Regions from separate parts of the Sus scrofa genome. Here regions 2 and 3 are each linked to region 1. The links are chromatin contacts, called in public promoter capture Hi-C maps. All regions are on one chromosome and are shown on one strand. Each heading gives the region's core, a stretch centred on a gene start, on an enhancer-like site or on the middle of the called end of the contact. The rest is flanking DNA. Distances are from core to core; before and after follow the strand shown.

Region 1 (2,740 bases), core at 163-2,662:
CCTCACCTCTATGGGCCAGTGACCTCCAGTGCTGCTCTGTGTCCCTTTGGCCTTCCTGTGTCACCCTCTGACCCACAGGTCTGTCACTTGGCCCTCCTTGAGAGGGGGACCTTGGTATAATTGATTTGGTTGTTATCTGATATGGTGGAGAAAAGTATTACTGAACTGCTGGCACCAGATTCTTCTCTCTTGTTTGGAGATTTGGGTGACTTTTTTTGGGGGTAGGGGAGAGCTCAGACCTTGAGGGTGTCTGACCCTAGCACGAAGACGGGGGGCTGCTTCCACAGGAAAGGGAGGAATTTGTTGTTTTGTTTCTGGGGAAGAGTGCAGAGGAGGAAAAGGAGAGAGAGAGAGAGCAGAAGATGACAAAAGATGGGGTGCCCTCATGGACAGAACAGAGAGTCAAAGGCCATTTGGGAAACAGTGATGTGCCTTCCAAGGCCTGTCTGTCACAGAGACAGGTATAGCCCCTCGCCTTCCACTTGGGGTCCATGCGTCCTCTCTGCTCACTGCTGTGTCTGAAGACAAGGTTTCCTGGAGCTTGGAGAGGGGCTGGATGTTGACGGGAGGTTGGTCTGGGCTGCGAGAGGCCATGTAGGAAGCAGATGCTGTCCCTTTGAGAGGGTATCCCAGGACCCAGTCTCCCAGGACCCGCAGGCGCAGGGGAAGGGCTAGGGGTGTCGAGAGATTGTGGAACTGCAGGTGCCTGGAGAGGGGCGTGGAGGTGGGACAAATCATGGCACTAGGAACTTGGAGCGGGTGCACAACAGAGAAGCCCCAACTGAGGGACGCTGGTTTCCAGAAGGAGCCAGGCTCCGGTACTAATGGGAAACCCATCTCTGAGCTGCCGGTTTATTTTGGGCTCCGGGGGCGGTAGCACCGCCCAGGGCCTAGACGGTGCACAGCAGGCCCGCCAGCAGAGCCAGGCCCAGCGCGGCCACGACGGCCAGCGCCACGTCCAACCACGGCCCACCCGGGGACGCCCAGGACGCCCGGAGACTCCAGCCGCAGGCTCCCAGCTCTGAGCCGCTGAGCTGGCTGAGCGCGCGGCCGGAGGCGTGGCCGGGGCTCGCACAGCGCACGCGCGGCAGCTCCCCCGGGGCGCGGTCCTGCAGCCAGAGGCGCAAGTACGTGAGGCCGCAGTCGCAGTGCCAGGGGTTGTTCGCCAGTTGGAGGGTCTGCAGCTGGAGCATGTGGTCGAAGGCGCCGGGCGGCACGGAGCGCAGGCTGTTGTTGGCCAGCAGGAGGTGGCGCGTGTGGGCCGGCAGGGCGGGCAGGGCCGCGAGTCCCCGGCTCTGGCAGTCCACCTCCAGCCCCATGGTGCCCAGGGTGCGGCAGCTACAGGCGGCCGGGCAGTCCTCGGCCGCCTGAACGGCCGTCCAGAGCAGCAACAGAGCCGCCCACGCCGGCATCGGGCAGGTGGGCTGCGGGGACAACTGGTAGTGAGATGGGGTGGTAGTACTGGGGCCTGCACCCTATCCTGAGGATCCGTGGGACCCGACCGGACAAAGGACCACTCACCTCCCTCTCAGGCCTCGGCTTCTCCTCCGGGAGGTGGGCGGTGGGGACAGGGAAGTGAAGCACGACGACCCAGGCCAGCTGATCCTCCCCGGAAGCTCAGAAGGCAGGACGCTCAGCTGTGTTGGGGGCAGGGGGTGGGGCTTAGTCCCTTCTTGGGACAGGGGAGGGCCCTGCTGTCCCCTAGCAGAGACCCCAACCCCTGCTCAGGGTTGGGGGGAGCAGATGCCTGCTAAATGATCAGAGCCCTGGCCCTAGCCTCTGCCCCCAGAGCCTGGGAAGGGTCTGAAGAGGGTCTCCCAGACTGTGCCCAGTCCCCACCCCCAGCGCCTAAGTCAGGGTCTGGCAGATGGTGTTCATGCCACAGACCACACAGCTTGGCCAGGGCAGAGAGTTCACATGGTCCCTGGTGTAGACAGTCGCTGGGTGAGGATGTGGAAAGGACATAGGGATGGGTACCCAGAAGAGGCTCCACCTGGAAAGCAAGGCTCTCCCTTAAGTTGGAAATCTGAGGCCCAGAGAGGGAGAGTGACTTGTGCATGGCTGCCCAGAGACCAAGCACTCAATCTCAAGAGCCTGGCTCTGCCAGGTTCACTGCCTTTCCTCTGGGACTCAGTGGGGGCTGTTTCCCCTGCTGCAGACAAACTCCCCCTCCAGGGCCTGGCTCGGGGCAGGCTTCCAATGAGTTGGTTGAATAAACTAATCAATCTCGTCACAGAGCAAATACCCCCCACTCCCATCCTCTCTAGGGGAATGAAGGAGGGACAGAGGCTGGACTTGCCTGCTGGCTTCCTTCCTGCAGGACCTGGATCTGCTCCCCGCCTCCCACCCCTGGGAGGCCCTACCATGTAGGAGGTGGTGCTGGGAGATGAGGGCCACTTACCTGGCAGGCCTGCTGTTGGGCACCCCTTTCTGTGTCCTGAACTATTCTGGCTGAGGGTGCAGTGGCTGCTCTATGTGGTGCAGCAGATGGTGGCTCCTGCCTGAGTGGGAGGAAGGAAATGATGAAAATAGCCTGGCTTATCCAGCATGCAGCCCCGGAGGGCCTATCTCCAGGAGCTGGTCCTGAGGCGTCCTGGGGCCTTGTGCACAGAACCACAGGTCAGCCCCCATTTACGGAGGCGGGGGTCCCACTGTACATCCCACTGTACCCCATTGCCTCCATGAGTCTCACTACAGGATGTGTGGGAAAACCCTGTCCCAGGAGGTGGAGGAGGCTTCC
Region 2 (2,740 bases), core at 113-2,612, 170 kb before region 1:
TCTTTTGATGACCGTATTATCACCACAGTTCTGAAGTATATGTGACAGGGGTATAATCAACTTTACAGAGTGATCTAAGCATTATGGGCCAAATAAAAATCCAGGATGGAAAAAAATCAAACATGTTTTTTAAAAAACATATCAACATATTTAAAATATTTAAGACAAGGAGAAACTATTAATAAACGTTTTTATTACACTGCATGTGTATATGCATGTATACATACAAACACACACTCTTTTTCAGGAGGTAAGAACCAAAACATGATTATAAATTATTGACCATTCCAACGCTATGGGGATAGACACTATAAAAACAATGAATGCAACCAAACTTCAGATTACCAAACCAAACACCTCAGACTGTAGCCCCAGTAAAAGACAAACATAAAAAGATTGAAAACGCAAGCAGAAGGCATACAAACTTCACGGTTCAAGAAACATCAAAACAGGAGTTCCCGTTGTGGCTCTGTGGTTAACGAATCCGACTAGGAACCATGAGGTTGCAGCTTCGATCCCTGGCCTTGCTCAGTGGGTTAAGGATCCGGCGTTGCCGTGAGCTGTGGTGTAGGTTGCAGACGCAGCTCGCATCCCGCGCTGCTGTGGCTCTGGCGTAGGCTGGACCCCTAGCCTGGGAACCTCCATATGCCCCGGGAGCGGCCCAAGAAATGGCAAAAACACAACAACAACAACAAAAAACAAAAAGGTCTTTGAGATTCGCTAGTCTTTTTGTTTTGTTTTTTTTTTTTTTGAGATTCGCTAGTCTTAATCGCGCGATTAAGATTCTGGTTTAGCTGGACGATAAGAGGCGAGGAAATCCCTTTTTACTTTCCTTTTTTTGAAAACAGATACTGAAATGATCCTGATGACCAGTGAGGTCTGAAGGACGCTGTCTTAAAAAGTGTCTTTGGACACAGGCGCACATAAAGTCGGCGTGCAGGAGGGGGGCCGCGGAGCCAGAAGCCGGCGCGGGGGGAGCGCTCACCTTCTCCAGGTGCCGCCGCGACAGGAGCACCGGCGTGCTGGACCGCGGGCTCTTGTTGTACGAGGGGTAGTACCGGTCAGGGTCCCTCCATTCCGGGAGCTGCTGGCGGCCCTGCCGGTCCCGGTAGGCGCAGGCCCGGGTGAGGGCCTCCAAGGGCAGGTGGCAGGACGTCCGCCCGCACATGCTCTGTGCCGCCGCTCACACCGCCGCACCTCACACCGCAGGTTCCTGCACTAGGGGACGGTTCCAGCCGCTCGACGCCAGCTCTTGGCCTGGGCCTCCGCCCGCCCCTCCCCTCCCCTAGCTCCCGGGGCCTCCCGCCTCCCGCTAGTCCCGCCTCACCCCCACCTCTTCCGCCCGCCGGTCCCGCCTTAGCCGCGCCTCGGGTCCCGCCTCGGCAGTATTCAACCCGCCTCACCTCAGGCTCGGCGCCCGCGCCTCTCTCCGCGCTAAGCCCCGCCCCCAGCAGGCCGGCCCCGCGAGGCCAGCTTCACTCGGGCACTTTTTCCCCTCCTCCACCCTGACCAGAGACAGGGCTCCCCAACCTGGCTCTTCGGAAAGCGCTCGAGGAGGACCCTCTGATTGCCTTTGAGGACTCCTCGATCCCAGGGTTTTCGGGGCTCCACGTCCTCCGTGTGGGCCGTTCCCCTTCGGAGTTAACTCCCTTTCCAGAGCGAACCTGGGGATTGTGGCCTGGAAGAGTCCCCAGGACACCTAGAGGGGACCCTAGGGTCTGAAGGGCCCTTCTCTGTAGGGGTGAAGTCAGAAAACGTTTCCCTTACTTCACAGTCCTACTAACTGCTTCATAGTTTGGGCAAAAATTGAAAAACCATCAGAAAACTTGCATCAATCACACAAGTCACTCTCAAACCCCTTGAGCACCAGAGCAATTTCCAGGGCCCTCATCTCTCCCCCTACACCCAAAGCTGAGGCCTAGAGTTAAAAAAGGGGGAGGGAGGGTTAGTTCCCTTCCTGGTTCAGAATTAAGGAACCAGACTAAGATCCATGAAGATGTGGGTTAGGCCCCTGGCCTCGTTCAGTGGGTTAAGGATCCAGTGCTGCTATGAGCTATGGTGTAGGGCGAAGTTGTGGCTCGGATCCTGCGTTGCTGTGGCATAGGCTGGCAGCTGTAGCTGTGATTCGACCCCTAGCCTAGGAACTTCCATATGCCACAGGTGCGGCCCTAAAAAGAACAAAAAATAGGCTTTACAGGTGTATTTCAGCCACAAAATTGGCAAAACCATCTGGCTTGAGTTTAAAGGCTCAGCAGGGGTTGGCCGCTGAGCCTGCTCCCTTGGGACATAAACAGACTTCTGGGAGTTGCCTTGTGCAGAGGTTAAGGAGCCAGCATTGTCACTGCTGTGGTGTGGGGTTCTATCCCTGGCCTGGGAACTTTTTTTTTGTCTCTTTAAGGCTGCACCTGTGGCATAGGGAGGTTCCCAGGCTAGGAGTTGAATTGAAGCTGTAGCTACCGGCCTACGCCACAGCCACGGCAATGCAGGATCCTTAACCCACTGAGTGAGGCCGGGGATTGAACCTGCATCCTCATGAATACTAGTCGGGTTCGTTAACCACTGAGCCACAACGGGAACTCCATGGCTTAGGAACTTTTGCATGCTGCGGGAGCAGCCAAAAAAACACCCCCAGAGACTTGTGCTCTCTATGGGCTATTTCCCAGCAGGGAAACCCCAGTGTACACCTCACCACAGGCCTGAGGTTAGGCAAAAGCCAGGTAATCCACCAAATCCTCAGGCC
Region 3 (2,740 bases), core at 77-2,576, 150 kb before region 1:
GACTAACAGATACTTATAAAATAACTGGAAGGGGAAATGAAGACAAACAACAAAAAAAAGATAAGCATAATGAACTCTCTCCAGGAACAAAGTTTCCCTGTTTTTCCAAGAACAGGTTTTTTTCCCCTACTGTTCTTTAAACCAGAACTTTGAATGTGTTAGTATTTTGATCACTCTGAGTGTGGACATTTATGATGGAAGGGACAGGGGAGCAAATAACACTTGCCTCCTGGAGCACTGCACTCTTCTCGAGGTGCTGGAATGGGTTGGAACCTCCACCTATTGTCAGAGAACAGAGAGGACTGAGTACAGGTTGCGACTCTGAATTTCAAAATTCTCCCAGTCGCAATCAAGGGAAAGATGTCGCACTGTCCATCCAATGAAGTACCAACTTCTCAGAATGGCAATCACAACCTGCCAATAGATCCTGCCACTCTCCTGCAAGGGGGTTCCTGCCACTGCAAACCACTTCACCCAGCAGCCCTGCACAGTCCTCCTGTGCCTCTCATAGTGCCATATTTTCATTTATGCAATTGGTACTTAACCGGGTCCCTACTACGGGTGGGACCACCATCTCCCAGTGATTAGAATTTCTTCATAGCAGGTGTTATGCTTGTAAGTTATACAAGTGATTATTTGACTGATATCTGTCTCCACCACTATGTCTGTGACCTATCTAACATTCCCGACTTGGGCACTGAGTGTGTCACTTGCTCTACTGCAGTGACAGGGCACTGAAAAGGGCCTGGCTCCTCAGACCACGTCCCAGTGCAGCCAGCACTAACGCAGCCCCAGCGAACCCTCAGAGAAGCACTGTTTTCCCCACCCGGCCCCTCCTTGGACAGAAGGGGAAACTGAGGCCCAGAGAAGCGAGTGACCCGTCCAAGGTCACTCAGAGAATCGTGGCTGGAGCTTCCGAGTGCAAGGCAATGGAGCATGCTCAGGCTCTCCGAGGCCTGTTGCTGACCCGCGACGGACCTCACAGAAGCCGCTGTTCCTCCCTGGGCCTCGGGGCAGGACAGAGGCCCCAAAGGGGGCCCGGTGGGGAGGGTGCTGGGAGTCTGCGCGGTCAGGCCTCCCCCGGGCCTGGCCCCCCTCACCCGATTCCTCGTCCTTCTTGTCGAATTTCTTCAGCATGGTGGTGCCGGCGGGAGCGCGAAACAGCACTCACAGAGGGACCCTGCAGCTGGCAGCGACAGTCCGGTAGCAGTTCAGCTCCAGCCACTTCCGGCTGGCCACGTCGCCCGGCGCTATGCGCAGGCGCACTCCGCGATCTGCGCATGCGCACGTGCCGCCGCCGCGTCGGGCGTTAACCCCGTCCCTGCTGGGGAGAAGCCGGGGCTAAAACTCCGGACCTTACGGCCTCCTCCGCTTATAGACGTCCACGCCTCACCGCCTGGTGGCGCGAGTTTAAACGGACTCCCAGAGGCGAGGCCCTAGCACTCTGGCAGGAGAGGAGGCCCACCTCCGAGATGCTACATGTCTTGTCACTTTCTCCGGTAGGCCTGCCAGCCTCACCTCACTTTCAGCCCCATTCCCGGCCGGATTTTTCTGCCTAGCCCGAATGGTCGTCCAAGACACTATATTCTATTCGTCCTTGATTGCTCTTTTACTCCCTGCCGTGGATGATGTTGGCGCACGGTACATGCTCAGTAAATTGTTGCTTGAAATAACGCATGAAGTGGCTCTTACAATTCACCTTTGCGCACCGCGCTCACACCTGCTCCAGGTGCGAACCATTTGGTACCGCGTTAACTTCCAGGGATCTAACTAAACTGAGATCTACTTATCTACTGCGCAGCAACTTCAATGTGCTCTTTCAATCTTCGAGTATTTTGCCAGCACCTATTGGATGCGTCGCCTAGCGCTGGGGACTGGAAGGGACTGGAAGGGAAAACACGGCGCCCCGGGTCACTCTCCGCGGATCTGTGAGGACACTCCCGGGCCAAGGTCAGGACTTGCGCGGCGGCGGGCAGAAGTCGGCTGGCCGGAGGGGCGGTGTGGAGGGAACCTAGATGAGCCCGGGCGGGGGTCCAGGTCCTGGGGTGGGGGCGGTTAGGGCGGGGCCCCCAGGTGATGGGGAGGGGTCAACCTCTGGGTCTGGCATTGCAGAGGCTGAGGCTCCTGGCTGGACGCAGCGGAGTGACGGGGTAGCGCGGCGAGGGAAGTGCGAGTCTTGCACCAAAAATTGTAAAGAGCCAGAAAGATGAGCAAAATCTTTAACCTCTAACCCCACCCCTTGTCCGTAGAAAATTCTCAAGAGTTAAGTTGCCCACTGCAGCAGTTTGCAGCGAGATAATCGGAAACACCCTAAATGTCCAGCAATAAGTGGATGATTAAGGGAATTGTAGGACGTCCATCGGATGCTGTCATCCACATCATTTATAAAGGGATATTTCTGATGACTTGTGAGGCAGTATCCAAGCTTCTTATATAAAGTGAGACATCAAAAGGGAAAAGCAAGGTGTAAAAGAGTTCATAGTTAAGGTTAAATAAACATGGCTCGTGATTAAAAACCAGAAAAGAACCCCAGAGATTTGGATTGTTAAAAAGATGAAATATAGATGAATTGTGTTGAGTTAAAATATCCTTTCAGAGTGTGATATGAATTCTGTAAAATCACATACCAAGGAAAATTTTTATAATACTAATTTTTACAATGAGAATTGTGTGTTGTGACTCCAGCTCTGTGTATAAGCTAATATATAATTATAGGGTTTTATTGGTTTTTTTTTAACTG

Evidence for each region. Promoter capture Hi-C pulls out the DNA fragments that hold promoters and counts their contacts.
Region 2: a promoter capture Hi-C map of liver shows a contact between it and region 1, with 5 times the contacts expected there. The contact joins the promoter of HMCES here to the promoter of GP9 in region 1. A contact is called at or near these places in 1 of 5 promoter capture datasets (liver) and 1 of 2 datasets of contacts at active chromatin or transcription factors (alveolar macrophages).
Region 3: a contact with region 1 is called in a promoter capture Hi-C map of liver, with 5 times the contacts expected there. The contact joins the promoter of CNBP here to the promoter of GP9 in region 1. A contact is called at or near these places in 3 of 5 promoter capture datasets (fetal liver and liver), 22 of 47 Hi-C or Micro-C datasets (alveolar macrophages, blood, embryonic fibroblasts and 11 more) and 2 of 2 datasets of contacts at active chromatin or transcription factors (alveolar macrophages and skeletal muscle).

The regions. Positions count from the first base shown.
Region 1 is chr13:71,559,780-71,562,519 of Sscrofa11.1, reverse strand. GP9 (glycoprotein IX platelet) reads right to left here and starts at 1,412. Exons shown (of 1, transcript NM_001141989.1): 1 at 891-1,412. The coding sequence starts at 1,412. The coding sequence ends at 891.
Region 2 is chr13:71,730,933-71,733,672 of Sscrofa11.1, reverse strand. It overlaps HMCES (embryonic stem cell-specific 5-hydroxymethylcytosine-binding protein), which reads right to left and starts at 1,362. Exons shown (of 6, transcript XM_013980659.2): 1 at 986-1,362. The coding sequence starts at 1,168.
Region 3 is chr13:71,705,613-71,708,352 of Sscrofa11.1, reverse strand. It overlaps CNBP (cellular nucleic acid-binding protein), which reads left to right and starts at 1,326. Exons shown (of 5, transcript XM_021069428.1): 1 at 1,326-1,950. COPG1 (coatomer subunit gamma-1) reads right to left here and starts at 1,256. Exons shown (of 25, transcript XM_021069417.1): 1 at 1,101-1,256; 2 at 227-279. The coding sequence starts at 1,137.